2 separate regions of the Sus scrofa genome follow, and region 2 is linked to region 1. The links are chromatin contacts, called in public Hi-C maps. All regions are on one chromosome and are shown on one strand. The core of a region is the stretch at or near the end of the contact, and the rest is flanking DNA. Distances in the headings are between cores, read along the strand shown. Region 1 holds the start of MCRS1 (microspherule protein 1). Region 2 holds the start of PRPF40B (pre-mRNA-processing factor 40 homolog B).

Region 1 (3,850 bases), core at 523-3,022:
CTTTTTCTTGCTCATCCTTCCTGTCCCTCAAACTCACCAAACTCTTTTTTTTTTTTTTTTTGCTATTTCTTGGGCCGCTCCCGCGGCATATGGAGGTTCCCAGGCTAGGGGTCCAATTGGAGCTGTAGCCACTGGCCTACGCCAGAGCCACAGCAACACGGGATCCGAGCTGCGTCTGTGACCCCCACCACAGCTCACGGCAACGCCGGATCCCTAACCCACTGAGCAAGGCCAGGGATCGAACCCGCAACCTCATGGTTCCTAGTCGGATTCGTTAACCACTGCGCCACGATGGGAACTCCACCAAACTCTTTTCTGCTTTGGAGCTATGCTGTCCCCTCTGACCAGGTCATCTTACCCCAGCTCTTTGCCTAATTGGTCCCTCAACAACTGTCACCTCCTTAGAGACCTCACCTAGTATAGCTATTATGCTATATCTAATATAGTCCATCACACCTTGTATCAGAAAACTCACAATCTTTCAGGGGAGATAAAACAGGTTAATACTCATTAAGCAAGATCACAACTGAAGAGGGGACTCTTGAAGCAGAGGGATACCATACACTGTCAGGGCTGGAAGGGCTAGCCTCCCATCTGACACTTGAATCCCCTGGCAGTGTCAATTATCAGAGTATGCTTGACACCTCCACTAAAGGGACCACCTTAGCTGGTAGACAGCTTTGGAATTGTATCTCTCTTATTCTGAGCCACAGTATGTTTCTCTAGAGCTACTACACTTATGTGCCCCTCCAAGGAAGTATAAAACAAATAGAAACCCTCTTTTCGAGGGCAGTCCTTTCTGGTTTCTCAAGGCAGATCTCACACCCCCAAACTCCCAACATTTGCTATAGGTTTGTCCTCCCATCCCAAGATTCTAGAGCACTCTCCTCTGAAGGTGCTTCTGTTGGTCATCTTGCCTCCCAGGGCCCATAACTGCCTCCAGCAATCCAGGTGGGGTTGGGCTGATGGAACCAACTGAGCCCCAGTTCTTCTCCTAGGGCCTCTACCTTCTAGGAGAATGGCACACGGACTTCCACCCGTTCCTTAAACATCACCTCCCGGCCTATGTCATACGCCACATCTCTCCAGCTCGTCAACATCATCTCCCTGTACTGTGCCTAGCACAGACCCTCTCACAGAGTAGTTTCTCTAAAACATCTCACAATCTCTAATTGGTCCTGGGAAACTATCAAAGAGTCATAGATCTCTCAGGCTGCAGGATTAGGAAGCCGAAATTTAGCCTGGCTCCCGGCCCCACCCTCGGGCCAGCCCCTCCCGAAGTTGTCCCACCTCCTAGTCGATCTCACCCCTCAGGCTATTCCACCCCGTTTACCTATCTGTCTGTCCATCTCTCTATCTACCTATTTATTTTTAGGGCCGCACCTGCAGCTTATGGAAGTTCCCAGGCTAGGGGTCGAATGGGAGCTGCAGCTGCCGGCCTACGCCACACCCACAGCAACACCAGATCCGAGCCGGTCTGCAAACTACACCGCAGCTCCCGGCTACGCAGGATCCTTAACCCACTAAACGAGGCCGGAGCTGGACCTCGCATCCTCGTGGATACCAGTCGGGTTCTTAACCCAGGTTCTTAGCCTGCTGAGCCACAACAGGGAACTCCCGTTTTTCCCTTTAATTGTTTCCTCCAACCAGGTAACCTCTCTGACGCCTATAACCCCTGTTGTCTCCCTATTTGCTGTCCCAATTGGGAACGCTTTTAAGTTCGTCTATTAACGAAACGTGACTCCTTCGCTGCCGTGGCCACGCCCCCTTACTCACGTGGCCCGGGCAAGCCGGAAGGGGTTGCGCAGCCCCTAGTTCCTAGCCCCGGAAGTAGACGAAGCTCACGGAAGCCGGCTTTGGCCCTGCGGCTGCTGCCGTCGCCGCGGAGAAATTGTTGGAGCTGGCAGCCTAGGAATGGTGAGACCTTGCGGTTCGCCTTTGGGGCTTCCGAACAGAGTTGAGGGTGAAATGGAGTTTCCCAGAGTGCCATCGGGGACGACCCCCCTCCCCCAGGTTTGGGGCCCCGCCCAGGTAGCGCCCCGAAAATCTGCGCATGCGTGGGCTGGATCGGACCAGAAGCTGGCCCGAGAAGTTACGCATGCGCAAAGGTGGCATGCCAAAGGTGGGGTGAGACTTGGCCTGGGAGTGGATTCCCTTCCCCCACCATCGGCCTGTGGGGCTTAAACCAAGGCTGCGAGACCTTCGGGGTTCACTCGGTGCTTTGCTTTTGAGTTGTAGGGCCGTCTTCATCGCCACCCCTATCCCGAGCCCCTGAAATAGACCTAGACTAACCTCCCCACCTTGGGTGTGCACTTGGGGTGAGAACAAGGCGCGGAGGGCAGAAGAAAGGGCGTCCAGACCCTGCCTCAGTTTACCTGCAGAATTGGGGCCCTTCACCCTTTCCCCAGGTGGCAAGATTCCCAGCCGTATCCACTGGAGCGGCGTGACGAGCGCACCTGGGGGCAGGGCCGGACGCTGCCGGAAGAGCCGCGCTGGTCAAAAGGGGCGGGACCCGCAAGCGGCGCGCCCTGAGTCTCCTCTACCTGAGCTCTCTGGGGGTTAGCGGAGGGCCTTCCAGGGCGGTTTGATATTTGCTCAGTTCCAAAACCGCTTTTTTTTAGCTCCCACGAGGTACCACCCACTAAATCTTCAGCCAGAGCTGCAAATGAAAAAAAAAGTGAGATGGATTCGTTGGAGTTCTGTCTCCCTTTCCTTGTCCCTGCTTTGGTCTGAGAGGGGAAGGGTGGTGCTGTTAGAGTTGAGTGGGCAGCTGACAAAAAGGAAGCCAAGAATCCCTCGTTTCTTGCTGCTTTATAGTCAAGGCCCTTACCCTAGGGGCTATGAGTAGAATTAGAGGGGTTTGTGAACACCCTAAAATGTGTAAATTTTCTAGGGTCCCTGCCTTTTGTCACTGACTCAGAGATGTTAGCGACCTTCAGAAGAGTACTGGTTTGTCAGGGTCGTTTTGGTAGAAGAGAGCCTGTGTGTCATCTCTTAGTGTCCTCCCTAGCTTACGGGGTCCTGGGGGACCTGTTCCAGTATAAAGGGGTGATGCTGGCCAGTTGGAAACCTGAGCCTCAGGGAGCCTCATTTCTCCTTTGCAGAATCTCCTTTCAGCCTCCAAGCTCACCTGGTCAGAATCCTTGGATGAGCCTGTGGGACCCTTCCTCCTAGCCTTGTGGTTTGGAACCAGTGGCTTTGGGACTGTAAGAGGATGGACAAAGGTAGTATGAGGCCGGGCCAGCTCCCCAAACGCTCGGGCGCCAAGCATCTGCTGATTCCACCCCGTGCCTGGCACGTGTGTCTTTCGGTCCTGGCTGGGCATTGCCACCTCCCCCTGGGCCAGCACCACCCACGTACCTCTCGGCAGAGGCCACAATTGACTGACTTGCTGTTGAGCTGCCGCTCTTTGGCATGGCTGCATTTTGATGGCAGAGGGAGCAGTTATGCCCAGAGCCCGGTGTGTCGGCATCACCAGTCTGACCTGAGCACCATGTGCTGCACGACATGACACGTGGCACCGGGAGAACTGCCCAGCGTGGAAGGTCTGGGCCCAGATGGGATCTGGATGGCCAAGGAACTCCCACCTTAAAACCTCAAGTGTCAGGGAAGCAAGGGCGGGGCCAAGAGGACTGGTAGGGGAAGTGGGGGGCTGAGGAGGGGTCCCATTGCAGAGGCTCAAGGCTCTGTTAGGTACGTAGGAGGCTTGCGTTCACTGCTTCTCTCTTTCTAGATTCTCAGGGGCTGCTAGATTCATCCCTGATGGCATCAGGCACTGCCAGCCGCTCAGAGGATGAGGAGTCGCTGGCAGGGCAGAAGCGGGCCTCCTCACAGGCCTTGGGCACCATCC
Region 2 (4,087 bases), core at 969-3,468, 44 kb before region 1:
ATTTACTGAGTGCTTATTATGAGCCAGATACCATGCCAAACACTCATTTAATCCTTGCAACTATCTTAGAGGTTATTACTCCCATTTTGTAGATAAAGAAACTGAGGCTCAGAGGGATCAAGGAACTTGACCAAGGTTCTAGGAGATTAAATGGCAGAGGCAATTGTGGAATCCAAGCAGTCTGACCCCAAAGCCTGTGCTTTCAACTACTCCACAAAGCAGTCTCCCAGCAAGCAGGATGGTGCCACAGGTATTTCTTACATTCAAATTCACTGCTCTAAGTTTTCTTTCCACCCCAACTCTCACACAATCCTGAAATCCTCAGCCAGCCAGGTGACTGCAAGACTGGCTTGGTGTGACTCACTCCCTAAAGGGATATGTGTTGGAAAATGAAGGCTGGAAGGCACATCTCCCAGAAAGAAGTAGCCATCATCAAAGAGAAAAGTACAAGGGAGTCTGAGAGACTGGTTGACTCCCCTGTAGCCTATTTTCTACTTGCTGCCTTTCTGCAGCTGCCCTAGACAGCATCAGCCTCTCCTTCCATGTTTTCCAGATTGGCCTAGTCCCCACTCCCCTGTACCAGCCTGATTATTCCTCCTGCTCCCAAAGACTCTAGAAAATATCTTCCATTGCTTCTCTCTGATCCTGCCGTCTCCTCATCACTCTCCAGCTGATGAACAGAATGTTTTCTGGTCATCTTTCCTGGGTTAGGACTCAACCTCCTCCTTAAAGAGTTTCCCCATCCCTCCAACAGGATTCCAGAGGCGCTGGCTAGCCTGCCCCAGCCCTGCTTTGTGCCTCCCATCCCCCCACCTCCCTGGGGATTTTCTGCAGCCCCAGCTGAAGGCCTGCCTCCACGTTCAACCTTCTTTCCTTTGCTTCCCCACATCCTAGAACCCATTCTCCTGAACTCTCCCCTCAAGAATCATCCCATTTGGGAGCAGGAAGGGACCTGGGATGTCATTTTCATGCATCTTCCTTTTTTTTTTTTTTTTTTAACTTAAATCGATGGGAAATCTAAGGCCCAAAGAAAAGTAGTGACTTGCCCAAGGTCACACAGAGATGTTACACAGTTTGTGGACTGCAGAGCCAGGGTTGGGACCGAGGGGCCTCTGCCCTTCCATTTCTTGACTTGTCCAGCACTGGGTGGGGGCCGGAAGCCTCTCTTTCCTCAGGAGACGATGCCCCCTCCTCACCTCAGGAGACAATGTGGGGAAATGAAGGAGGGGGTCTCCAAGAGGTCTTATGGGGCATCCAGGGCTTCCGAAGGGTCCAAGCACTGAGTCTGGGGAAGGGGCATGTCGCAGGCCAAATATCGCAAGAGGGGAAACTGTGGCCCCCAGCTTTCCCCTAGTCCCGCGGTTCCCACATTTCTCTCGCCCCTCTCTTCCTCCCCGACATTTCTCCACAAACCTACCCTGCATCCCTTCCTCCTCCTCACCCAGTCGCGCAACTCTAGTTCCCCTCAGCCCCCAACCCCCCGCCATCCTCCATCATGGCCTCCCCCGCCCCTTCTCCCCCAAATCCCCGCCCCCTCCCCCCTCCCAGGCTCCTCTCCCTAACCCCCCCAATCCCCCTGTTCTACCCCGGAGTCCTAGGTACCCCCGACGGCCTCCCCGGGCCCCGGGTCCGGGCCCGGGCAGCCGGGGGCGCTATGGGACCGCCCCGGGCCCCTCCACCCCCGCGCGGGGACGTTACCATGCCAGAGCCTCCGAGCAGCTGGGCCGGCTGGTCCCACCCGCCAGTAAAAGCCGCTCTGATTGGCCCGGCCGCAGCCGGGAAGGCGGGGCCAGTGGGGGGTCGCACCCCTTGGTGGCCCGGGCTCCGGTCGCTCCCGCCGACCAGCTAGGTCCCCCACCGGCCCGGAGCGCCCAGGCCCAGCCCCGCCCCCGGCACGGAGAGCCAGGCCCCGCCCCCGCGCCGCCGGCTCCGGGGTCCGCCCACCGGGGGGCGTGGCGCGCCTGCTCCGGGCTCCTGGCTCCCCCGGACCGCCTGCGGGCTGCCGCCCCGGGGCCGCCCACCTCCCCAGCGCGGGTCCGGCCCCTCGGCCGGCGCCCACGACTCTCCCGCCTGCCCTCCCTTCCCGCCGGCCGCCTCCAGACCACCTCCCGCAGTTTCCCGGCCTTCGCTGCTAGGCTGGCGCGTCCGCGGCGCTCCGACCGACTGGATCCCGCGCGCCCGCTCCCAGGACCAGGGGCTGGACCCAAGATTCATTCCGAATATAGGGGTATCGTTGCACTTCACAAAGCGTTTTTTACTCGATGTGTAGCTATTTTTCATTTTAACTCACTCATTCAACAGCGATTTATTGAGCACCTGTTACATGCCAGGAACTGTTCCAAGCACTGGGCAGACAGCAGTTGGGGAAAAGAAAAAAGCAGACAGACTCCCCGAAACCCCTGCCCTCATGGGCGTACATGGGCTTTTCACAGGACCCCAAAGTTACTTCTTTGGAGATTTAACTCCCACCAAGTGGTGAAGTTGAGAGGCTCCCTATTTACTTTAAGGAATAAAAATGCGAGATAATATCATGTTGTACAGATAAGGAATTATAAGCTGAAAGTCTCAGGGCTAGTAAGTTACAGAGCTCCAGGCGTAGAGCAGCAGAAAGGTCCAACACCATCTCTCCAAGACCTTCGTAATGGTTCTTTTTCCTCTATTCTTCAACACTTAGCTGAGCCTGTGCTCTGTGCTTGGTACTGTGTTAGGTCCTGAATACACAAAGACCTCTGAGCCAGGTCCCTGATTGCAAGGAGCTTAGAGTCTAGCCAGGGAGAAATAGGAGAACAACACGAAGCAGAAGTCTTAAATTAAAGGTGACAAATGGGAGGGAAGGAAGAGAGTTATTCTCCGCTGCTGGGGTGAGAAACTTCATGTGGTTTTCATCATAATACCTTAAGTGGCCTCAAATGAGGGCTCAGGCCTGTAGTTTTCAAACATTATTGTTGAGCTCTCTAGGCATTGCAGAAGTGATTCAGAAATTCCATAGACTTTTGTCAATCACATTTTATTTTTACAGTTTTTCTTTTTTCTCTTCTCTCTTTTTCTTTTTTAGGGCTGCACCTGTGGCATATAGAAGTTCCTGGGCTAGGGGTTGAATCAGAGCTGCAGCTGCCGGTGACACCAGATCCTTGACCCACTGAGAGAGATCCAACCAGCATCCTCATGGATACTATGTCAGGTTCTTAACCCTCTGAGCCACAACGGAAACTCCTGGTTTTTTTTAATGAGATATTTTTTAGAACACATAGACATCTACTTTTATTTTATTTTTGTCTTTTGGGGGCCGCATCTGCAGCATATTGAATCAGAGCTGCAGCTGCTGGCCTACACCACAGCCACAGCAATGAGGGATCTGAGCTTTGTCTTTGACGTACACCACAGCTCACAGAAATGCCAGAGCCTTAGCCCACTGAGCAAGGCCAGGGATGGAACCTGCATCCTCATGGATGCCAGTCAGATTTGTTTCCCCTGAGCCACAACCCAAACTCTGACACCTGTTTTAAAGAAAAGAGTCGAATAATTATGTAAGATTTGTTAAGAAAAACAGCTGAGCCCTGCCTCCATCGTCTCTCCCTCCTGGAGAGCAGCCATATTCAGCTCTTTTAAAGTATTTCTTCTGACATTTACCTTCACATCTCTGGTGCTCCTCCAGCTGTGTTCCTCCCAACAAAGTGAGGAGTCGAAGGAGATATGCCCATCCAAAGCCCACTTACCCCCTTAATAGACCATGTTCTAAATACTTGGAACCCTAGAATTCCCTGCCTAGCTTGCTTCCTGGCCCTGGACCAGCGTCTTCCTTGGCTCTCCTCCCAGGGAGACCCGCTGATAGTGTGGGCATCTAGGTCTGAGAGATAGCCAAGGGCAGCTATTCGAAGTAAGAGGAGTGAGCCCAAGCTGGTATGTCCACAGGAGCCTGAGTGAGGCTGTCTCAATGCAGGACAGAGGCAAGGGCTGAAAGGAAGGGGATCTGGGAAAGAGCCATGGGCTAGGGGCTTCTATTTTCTACTGTAATACTCTGAGGATTCCAAAAATTCTAATTTAGAACCTGGACCTTGAGAAAGTATATTTGTAAAGTTAGGCGTTT

What was found. A called contact is a pair of places that touch in the nucleus more often than the background predicts.
Region 2: a contact with region 1 is called in a Hi-C map of embryonic fibroblasts, with 1.8 times the contacts expected there. The contact joins the promoter of PRPF40B here to the promoter of MCRS1 in region 1. A contact is called at or near these places in 2 of 47 Hi-C or Micro-C datasets (embryonic fibroblasts and skeletal muscle) and 1 of 2 datasets of contacts at active chromatin or transcription factors (alveolar macrophages).

The regions. Positions count from the first base shown.
Region 1 is chr5:15,524,489-15,528,338 of Sscrofa11.1, reverse strand. It overlaps MCRS1 (microspherule protein 1), which reads left to right and starts at 1,772. Exons shown (of 13, transcript XR_002343937.1): 1 at 1,772-1,917; 2 at 3,105-3,545; 3 at 3,734-3,850.
Region 2 is chr5:15,568,271-15,572,357 of Sscrofa11.1, reverse strand. PRPF40B (pre-mRNA-processing factor 40 homolog B) reads right to left here and starts at 2,218. Exons shown (of 25, transcript XM_021091619.1): 1 at 1,699-2,218. The coding sequence starts at 1,701. FAM186B (protein FAM186B) reads left to right here and starts at 1,700. Exons shown (of 10, transcript XM_021091213.1): 1 at 1,700-1,792; 2 at 1,846-2,227. The coding sequence starts at 1,700.